Linked DNA regions of Sus scrofa: region 2 is linked to region 1. A link is a contact called in public Hi-C data. All regions are on one chromosome and are shown on one strand. The core of a region is the stretch at or near the end of the contact, and the rest is flanking DNA. Distances in the headings are between cores, read along the strand shown.

Region 1 (4,920 bases), core at 1,672-4,171:
GGTGGAAGCTGAGTCTTGGTGTTTTCAGGGCTGCTTTGACAATGTAAAGCCGCTTTATAGGAAAGCCGGTCCTGTTTTGACCAGGAGGCTTTGCCTGATGGTGCATTGCTTCTGGCCTGTCTCTGAGCAGCTCGGAGCAAGCCAGCCTGGAACAGGAGAAGGGGACCTTCAGAAGACTTTGCAAGAGTTAATGTTTATTTCACACGCATCATGCATCCCACACTGTGACTTTTGAGCATGACTTGACATTCACAAAACAACACTGGGAGGTCAGCACTCTTACTGTTGCCACGTTAGAGGCAGAGACGCCGTACAACCTGCCCACGTTCTCCAGGTGGATTCTTTTAGGAGCCTGGGCTGGGTCCTGAGCCGGTTAAAAGGCTGCAAGGCGCTCTCACCGCCCACGGGTCGGAGGTCAGCTGGGCCATCCTCCAGCTCCTCCTGCCTCTGACCACAGAAAGCGCAGTGCACAGCCAGCGACCTCTGGGGCTTGTCCCAGCTCACTCCCCAATCCGTCTTTTTCCATATACTTCTTTTTATTTCGTTTTCCTGCTGATCTGGAACCTACTCAGCTATCTGGAATTGTCTTGAAATGCACTCATGGCCTTGACTAATTTGACTATTGACAACCTTGTTTTAAAATTATCCCCATCTGGAGTTCCCCTTGGGGCTCAGTGGTTAACGAACCTGACTAGCATCCATGAAGACACGGGTTCGATCCCTGGCCTAGCTCAGTGGGTTAAGGCTCTGGTATTGCCATGAGCTGTGGTGTAGGTCACAGATGTGGCTCGAATCCCACGTTGCTGTGGCTCTGGTGCAGGCTGGCGGCTGTATCTCTGATTCGACCCCTAGCTTGGGGACCTCCTTATACTGCTGGTGTGGTCCTAAAAAACAAAAAGACAAAAAAAGAAAAATTAAAAAAAATAAAAATAAATAAAAATCCCCTAGCTAATCATGATGTACAATAGCAAAGCAAAAAAAAAAAAAAAAAAAGAAAGAAATAAAATTATCCCCATCTGAGGTTATTAGAATATATCTGAAATAAAATTAGGGCCATATGAAAATGGAATATAGAGCCCACACTAATATAATCACAGAAATGAAAGGTTAACGAGAGTCCTCTGAGCTTCAGAAAGTTTTATCTTTGGATATGGATATGGTAACAAGCTACTATTTTATCTTCACTTTGGACTTAATATGAAAAGATACCTTTATCCTGGAAGAGAAATCACACGAGCTGTACACGGGAAGGACACTGGGCTGGTGCGCGGGAAGCCCAGAGCTTTGCCAGAACTTCAGTAAGAGAAATGCCTTCCACGGGGAATTGGCCCACGGCAGTCCTTGCTTTGAATACCCAGCTCAAAATGCAAGGCGTAAGGTCAAAGGATCAGGATGGATGATCCTGTGATTTTATGAACCAGAGGTTCTATAAATCTATTTCAATCTCTAAAGGTGCTATATTCTGACACTTTTTTTTTTTTGCATTTCTTATTTAAATGCTTTTTTAGCCTAAAAATAGTTTGACACGTCCAGGAATCCACTATTGCTTCTTAATACTGTATTAAAGTTAAAAAATAGCCTAACAAATCTAATGTACTGAGATAGTTGCTCAAGTTAAAAGCGGAAGATCTGTACCTGAGAATAAACATAGAGGACTGATCTTAGTAGAAATAGGCAGCAATATTTTAAAGAGAAGCTCTTTTTTTCTGAATCCTTTTGTTACCTTATTTTCCCCTTACCTCCTCACTTCGCTGAGTATAAAACAAAGAAAGGAAATTGGCAGCAGATTCAGTAGGATTTCAGAGCCCCAGAGGACAGAGGAAACAGGTGCTGATGCTGCAGCTGTATCCATTTGTGATGGTGCACGCCCAAGGAGATGCATGTACCTTTTCGGCGTAGAAACAGCCGTCACAGAACTATCACAGAGGTATGAGTGCCGATGCCAGACCTGCTTAGGTGCAGTTGCATTCGACCCCTCTGCTCTCTCTCTGCAAAGGTCTGGGAAGAATCACTTTCTAACACAGGGGAGGAGAGCTGTTCCTATAAACAGTGTAAATATGTTTTCTAGTTGAGAGCCTGGTGTGCCCTTCGAAATCATCCCTCATAATTGAGCAAGATGTCCTCGTACAAAGCGCTTTTAGAAATAATGCCAGACGTATTTCACGAGGGGTAGCGGAGCTCTGAAATGAATTACAGAGACTGTTAGGAGAGTGCCTGAAAACTGAGAACTCAGATCTCTAGCTCTGCTTGTCAGATCCAAACCACTTCCGACATCCGACATTTATTATTTTCCGAGTCTCCCGCTGCATGGCCATCTTTCTTCCTTATCCCCAAATATACCTAAACTTAAAACTATAGACATGTAACTGTATGTAAATATGCATATACACAAAGGTTCGATCCAGACTTTGAGATGTTGCTTTCTGCTGGATGGAGAGGATTGGAAAGACAAAATTGACGATGCTCCATGGTATGAATTTCTGCGTCACCAAGTCTAACATTTGGTCTCTTGCAGATTTTTGAGGTGGTATTATAGATACATACAAATAATCACTGAAATTCAGTTTGGCTTTGACGACGTGTCCAATCGGAGATGTTCTGTCCCCATAGAAATCCACTTTTAAGACAGAGATTTTACTACGCTCTTAAGTAGATGTTTTACTTAATCAGACGGGTTTGGATAATTATTAACATTGTTTTTCATCACAATTTTAACGAGCAATTGCTGGATGATTTGCCAAGCCCCCTCCGCCAGTCTCTGACTGAGGGCTGACCCATCTGCAGCCCACGTGGTCACATGGGTGACTCCCAGTCCTTGCATTGGCCTTGTATTTTGGCTGCAATCAGCTACTTAGACTAGGCTAGTCACAGCTCATTCCAAGGACTTTGCAGCTGGGAGTAAGAGACCTGTGCTATTTCCTTCCCACAGGCTGGATCCTTACCACGTTGGAAACTTTTGGCAGCCTTGACTTCTACCATGTGGAAGAGTGAGGCAGAGGAAGCAGCTGCAAAGAGAAAAGAGCGAAGCAGACGTACAGAGGATGTTTCGCCAAGACCTTCCTTCCAGATGGGCCTCAGAAATAACTCAGAGCATCTGCTCTTCAGGTTTCCTTTTTTTCATCTCCTAGGGTTTCATGCTGCAAATAAATACACGTTGTAAAAAACCTTGTAAGTAAAATGCCAAAAGGTTCTGTGCATAAAGAAGTATAGACTCACGAGTACAAGTGACCATTAGAAACAATCAGTAAATAATGCCTCGTCTGAAGTTATTCTCAAAAAACTCACATACATCATAATGAATGGCACAAAAACACATGTTCAGGAAAGCAAATTTATAAGCGACTAAAACATCTGAATGGCTTCAAAGGGATTCCAAATATGACATAAATACACTAACATGAGAGGGGAAGCTGGAAATGGCTCCAGGAATTTATTCTCTCAAAGCGCTAATAGCTTTAGAAAATTGAGTAACACATCCGCTAATGGGCTAAGCAATGTCTTTATCAAACAATTTTTCCTGGCTCATACTGGCTGTGAATTAGTATTCGGTGGTACGTAGGAAAGCGTGTATTTTTCATGAAAGATTTTATCATACTTCCCCCAAGCTATGGAACATTGCATGCTAAACCATAAGCCGAATCACCTATTTTAAGCATCATACTTATTTCTATTATCTACGACAGGCTATAGCGTTCCTCTGATGTTCACAACCCCTCTAAATGTATTCACATTCTTTTTGGTATCTCTCTCCCAAGGTTCATCCAAGCTTTGCATATGAAAGCTTTCCCACCAATGTTCTTGAGGAACAAGAATTACAGAGATATTATATCAAGACTTCTGTTAAATAACTTCTAACAGAATGGTCAATCCTTTTTAATCATCATTCAGCAAGTAACAAATACCTCATAAATGTCTTTCCTGTATCATACAGCTCTGACCTAGTGCCTCTCCGGACTTCATAAAATGCAAAGTCAAAAGAAAGAGATGTCATAATATCACTTTGGGTTAGTTGCCTGGGAATGACATAAACCACCTTCTCTTTTTGAATTAAAAATTTTGATAAGCAATAATTTCCACTGGTTTTGCATATCTTTTTGTTGTCTGTCCAACGAAATAACTCTAGATTATTTGTAATTTAGAAATAATTTTATTCCTTTTCTTTCTTTCTTTTTTTTTTTTTTGCTTTTTAGGGCCACACTTGTGGCATATGGAAGTTCCCAGGCTAGGGCTCAAATCAGAGCTGCAGCTGCCAGCCTAAACCACGGCCCCAGCAATTCCAGATCTGAGCCACATCTGTGACCTATACCACAGCTCACAGCAACCTACACCATAGCTCACACCAGATCCTTAACCCATTGAATGAGGCCAGGAATAAAACCCGCATCCTCTTGGGTACTAGCTGGGTTTGTTACTGTTGAGCCACAAGGGGAACTCCTAGAAATAATTTCAAATGAAAAGGTATTTGCAGGACTCAAAGAATCTTTTTTTTCCTCCTGAACCACAGTGTCTCATCCAGCTTAAACGCTTTAGTGCATATTTCTTATAAACAAGAACATTCTCCTTCACAACCAATATACATCAAAATCAGGAAATTAACATTACACGTTATCATCATCTAACCTAGAGGCCCATTCAAGTTTTGCCAACTGTTCCCATAATTTCCCCCGGGAATCTAGAAGAGCCAACTCAGATGACATCCTGCATTAAATTGCCCGATCTCTCTAGTCTCCTTCAGTCTGAAATAGCTCTCAGACTTTCCTTGTCTTTCATGACCTTGAAACTTTGGAAGATTCCAGGACAGTTGTTTTCACAGATCTCCATGAAATTCAAGACTCTGATGGAAACAAGAAAGCAAGTTACCTCTTCCATGACTGCTTTCCTTTTTCTTCCTCCAGCTTCCAAAACAAACAAACACATACA
Region 2 (4,920 bases), core at 1,084-3,583, 110 kb after region 1:
ATCAATGGGAGGCACCCAGGAGACACTTGGATTTCAAGTCCATGTCTCATGGCTGAACCACACTTTTAAAAAATGAGGGCACTGCGGCAATGACCGGGGTTTCAGGGGGTCCCGAAAAGCTGATGAAAGACATGCAGCAAGAGAGCAGGAGGAAGGAAAAAAGGGGTGGTAATAGTATTTTTCTCATTAAAGAATCATGTACGATTACCCCGTTTTCTGAAAGTGAAGGAAATAACCTCACTGAAATGAATATAAGTGATTCATAGAAAATCTGAGTCTTTAAACCGTATTTACAAAGTAACTACGCTGAAATAAGCAATGTAAGTCATTTGCTCTCTTACTTTGGGGCTCTGGAAACTTCCTGCTTGTGTCAGGAAGGAAAACAAAAAGAACCTCTACATCAGCACAAGTGGATTAAAAATTGGCCAGTGATGGGAAAGGCAAGCAGAGTTTGGCTTGGGCTCTAGGGAAGCCCACACCAGACAATGGCAGAATCCTGGCACATTAACTGCGTGAAAAAATGCTAAGAGAATCGTGGGCCCTTGGCTTCTTAACGTCACAGAATTCTGTGTAATCGACTGCTCTGCACAGCTGAGCCGACCGCGGCCACAGGGTGACGTGAGTGCGGAGTGTCCGACACGCCATCCAGGGAGGGCCTGGCTGGTGAGCAGGGGTCCAGGTCGCTGCAGACAGCAAATGCTGGGGGAGAGCAAGGACCCGAAGACGTTCTCGGCCGAGCCCCGCGCCCCCTGGTGATAGCGATGTGGGGGAAGCAGTGGCTGGCTTCCGTTCATTTTGGAGAAAGAAGCGAGAGCCTAGCTCCTTGAAACCCCAAAATAAGTCGCTGCAGAGCATGCCACTCTCTGCAGGGGACACAGCGTATTTCCCGCGTGGAGGCAGCAGCCTGTTGAAGCGTGATGGTGAGGGAGTTCCCGCTCTGGCGAGTAGGGTGTGCTGGCGTCTCTGGAGCACTGGGAGGCAGGTTCGCGCCCCAGCCCAGCACACTGGGTTAATCAGATCCCACACCTGCAGCTGGGATCTGATTCCTGAGCAGGGACTCCATCGGCCGCGGGGCCGAAGAACAAGGAGGAGCCAGTGGGCATGGGTGGGAGGCGGAGGGCAGGCGCAGGCCCTCTGCCTTGGGACCCCTCCTCCCGAGCCCAGCCCTGGCGTGGGGGACTGCTCGGACCCCGCGGGACTTTCACAGGCCCGAGAAGGCAGCCCCTCTCTGATTCTGGGGCCGCGGGTAACACGACCTGGCAAGTTTGGTGCTTTGGGGTCACTGCTCTGTGTGAGGAGGGGCGCAGCGATGAGGACGGCCAGGCGGTCTTCTGTATTTTTATGTGAAGATAATGATGAGAACAGTCCGTATTATTTACTGGTGCAGATGGCACAGCTGGTGAGAGCGTGGACAGGGCCTGGGTCAGGGCGGAGCTTGGCCCCTGGCGGTGACCTGACGAGGGCGGAGTTCATTCTGCACAGAGAAGGGGCGCGAATGATCCCCTTTGCCGCGCGGCAGGGTTGTTGCGGGGATTGGTGGAGCTAAATGCAGGAAGGCTGAGGCCACGGGAGGCTCACGGTGTCCAGACCATTCTCTGCCCACGGCATCTCTGCTCCGTGAAACCCAAGAGCAGATGTAGTATCCTCTGCGCCAGCGAGACGCCGCGGCCCAGAGACGCTGGTTTGCCCAAAGGCCTTTCGTGGAGTAAAAGGGGGACTGCATATCCGAACCTGTCCCTGGTGTCGGCAGAGAGCCAGGGGTTCCCCACACCCTTCAGTCCCAGGCAGGCGGGGACAGAGGGCTCCCTGCTTCTGGCTCCACGTTGTTTTGCTGACATCATCCTACCCCAGTCAGTCCAAGGCTCTCTCCACCGTATTTTTCCCTTCTCCATTTCTGTCTCGGCCCCCACACGCCAACCAGTGATAGAAAACTTACGAAACTGCTTCGGGCCGGATTCCTGTGACAGCAAATGTCATGGGCGTCTCGACTGACTGGAAGGGGCGCACTCGGCGCGGAAGGCGGCTGCGGCGGCATCATTCGGGGCTAAACACTCCTATTTTGTTTTGTTCAACATCGTTCGTTTTCATTTATGAGGCAGAGGGAAATGGACACTTGCTGCCGTACCCTTTTAGAGAGAAGAGGTGCTCAGGAGTGAAAACAGACATTTTTGAAAGGTGGCACCAGTAAGAACTGAGGTTAGGCCTGTGAGTCATCAGGAGGGGACACGAAGGTCACTGACACAACCTGTGACTATTTAAAGGCAGGACTGCCTGGTCCCCACCCTTGGGGCACAGGGAGCAGAAACAATGTGTTCATTTTGTCCTGAAGGTTCCATCATGAGTCAGCATGGACTCGTTCTAAATATTTGCTTTTGGGGCGGGCAGAATTACTCAGCGTAGAAATGTAGGCAGCTGGAAATTTCAGTGGCCTTAGTATTCCCCCTGATTCCTAGCTCCCGTCAGTAGACACGTAGAGCCACAAAGTACGATTTTGACAGCTCACGTCCAGGCCGAGGAGAGGCGCATCTGTGAGGACACACAAAAGCTCAGTGATACAGTGTCTTTATCCTACGGAAAAAAATGTGGCTTTGATTCATTCTCAAGCTGGAATGTACTTGTGCGTTCAAATAAAGTCTGCCATCAGTTTTAGAGGGAGTTTGTATTGTGAGAGAAGCACAGCCAAAAAGGAAAAAATAAATTTTTTTCACGAGGCATGTGAAAAGTCATCAAACCCACGTGAAAGATCGTGGGCAGAATGCCGCTGCCTCAGTGGAAAGGGCTGTCCCGGTAACCCAGCGTTCACTGGGCCCCGGAGCACGGAGGCCTCCCGACGACCTCTGTCCATCAGGGACTCAGTGTGCAAACAAACATAAACAGAATCGGCCAGCACTTGGAAGATGTAGTGTATTTCCTGTGCATTATTATGGGAAAAAATAAACACACGTGTGAGTAAACGCTCAAAGAGCAGAGCAGGAATTATGCTGTTTTTCTGGCCGTCCTCTCTGGATAGCAAAGCAGTTTGTTTTTTCAAAGCAATTTGAAAAATGGGAAGAATTTTAGTACCTATTAAGGACGTGCTGTGTTTCTGTTCTCTGTGATTCCGACGTCACGCCCTATCTCAGCTGAGTCTTGACGTCATGCCTGGGTGGTGAGTATGGCCACTCCTGCGTGCAAGTGAGGAATCAAGGCGGAGGGAGGTCCCAGGGCACCCACGGGGCCCCCAGGCCTTGAACTAGATGTCCTGACACATGGTATGGGGAGACGGCAGGGCTGTCTGCGATCTTTGGGCAGGCAGCCTTCACATCGCCTGGCACCTGTTAGCAACGCCCAGTAACAGGCCCCACTGACCTTCATCCAGAATCCGCACGTGGCTGCATCCGGTTGATATACCCACGTCCCTACGCTGGACGGCTGCAGTTGACCAGGATCTCGTGGGGCTTCCTCTCAAGTATCCATGACACCACGTGCCCAGTCTCCCACCAGGCACCTCAGGCCTGGGGACCAAGTCTGTATGTCCTGGAGCCCAGCCTTTTCAGTTCCAAGCGCTGCGCAAATCATGGGTCTGCTTTTATGTCTGAGCGCCGTAGGCACTCGGTCAGGCATAGGGATTCAGCCCCAACCGCAGCTGAGTTCTAACCTCCTCTGAAAGCTGTGAAAGTGCAACCCTACTTAGACATGGTTGTGATAGCGGGAGAGGCGCCCACATCCACGGTTACGGCTTCTCCTCAGCATCCGAGCGTTCAGCAGGTGGAGCCGTCATTACCTTTCAACTCACTGTGGTAGGAAGGAAAAATAAAGTAGAGGCGTCTTTCCTAGACTCGCGAGCGGTAGTAGGTGTGAGTGATACAGGTGGCTTTCTAGGTTCTTACTCCACATTGGGTCACTGCCTTTTACTTCCTTGCTCGGTGGGGATGGACTTTCTCTTCCTGCCTGTGGACTACATGCCTGTCTTTTTAATAGACAGCTTTGGGACAAAGATGAAGACTTCCTATACCCAGAAATAACAAATTCAGTCTGTTAGTGAGTGAAAGGTTACCTCAGTTTTGAAAATTAGATTAATTTTAATGAAATACCACTTACCTAGGAGGCGCATTCATAGACTAAGTTTTAATGTTCACAGTTGGTTTGGGTGAAATTTATTCTTTACTTATTCCTTGCTTTCTAAACTGCGTCGTTGCTTTTATTTCAAATCCAAAGTAACTCAGTAAAATATTTCCAAACTCTTATAACCCGGTTTTAGCCGCTGGTGTGTTACTATGAAGATAGTTAATTATTGCTGAGCAGTGACCTGCTGATCAAACTCAAGATGGACAAATACAAGCAGTAGCCCAACCAGCAGATTTGCTTATTTTTTTCCATCAAATGATTTAAAATAATTACCTCTTCCTAGGAAGGCCAGGTCGTTAACCCCCTCTTCCCTAGTAGTTCTGACATGCTAATGTTTGGAATCAGCCAGACTACAGGACCAAAATACAGCAGAGCCAAACTGCGGGCTCACGTGTTCCCAGAAAGGCTCCTGGGAAAGGAACAGGGCACCTGCCGGTCGTCACATTCGGTCTTCAGAAGCCTGGGCCCTTTCCTCATTGGATGTTCATAGTTATGCTTGGGTACAATTGGACATTAGAAAATACATCTGCATTTTTTTTCAGGTGTTAGTGAATATTTGAATTAAACTGTGTTCGGCAGAGACCAGGTGTCTGTGGAAGGTCCGATGTCTATGGGAGAATTTTAGTGGACATCTTTCCCTATTTTCTTTCTTTTTTTTTTTTTTTTTTTTTGTCTTTTTGCCATTTCCAGGGCCTCTCCCGCGGCATATGGAGGTTCCCAGGCTAGGGGTCGAATCGGAGCTGTAGCCACCGGCCTATGCCAGAGCCACAGCAATGCAGGATCCGAGCCACGTCTGCAACCTACACCACAGCT

What was found. A called contact is a pair of places that touch in the nucleus more often than the background predicts.
Region 2: a contact with region 1 is called in a Hi-C map of skeletal muscle, with 2.0 times the contacts expected there. The contact joins two enhancer-like sites. A contact is called at or near these places in 4 of 47 Hi-C or Micro-C datasets (embryonic fibroblasts, heart right ventricle and skeletal muscle) and 1 of 2 datasets of contacts at active chromatin or transcription factors (skeletal muscle).

The regions. Positions count from the first base shown.
Region 1 is chr10:65,958,705-65,963,624 of Sscrofa11.1, forward strand. No RefSeq gene overlaps it. Among named protein-coding and RNA genes, the nearest start is that of AKR1E2, 270 kb to the left of the region's middle. Within about 2 kb of position 2,922, at least 6 of the 83 cell types and tissues checked have an H3K27ac peak or open chromatin away from gene starts, as enhancers often do. A contact at or near this core is called in skeletal muscle, where this site is marked.
Region 2 is chr10:66,067,063-66,071,982 of Sscrofa11.1, forward strand. No RefSeq gene overlaps it. Among named protein-coding and RNA genes, the nearest start is that of AKR1E2, 380 kb to the left of the region's middle. Within about 2 kb of position 2,334, at least 26 of the 83 cell types and tissues checked have an H3K27ac peak or open chromatin away from gene starts, as enhancers often do. A contact at or near this core is called in skeletal muscle, where this site is marked.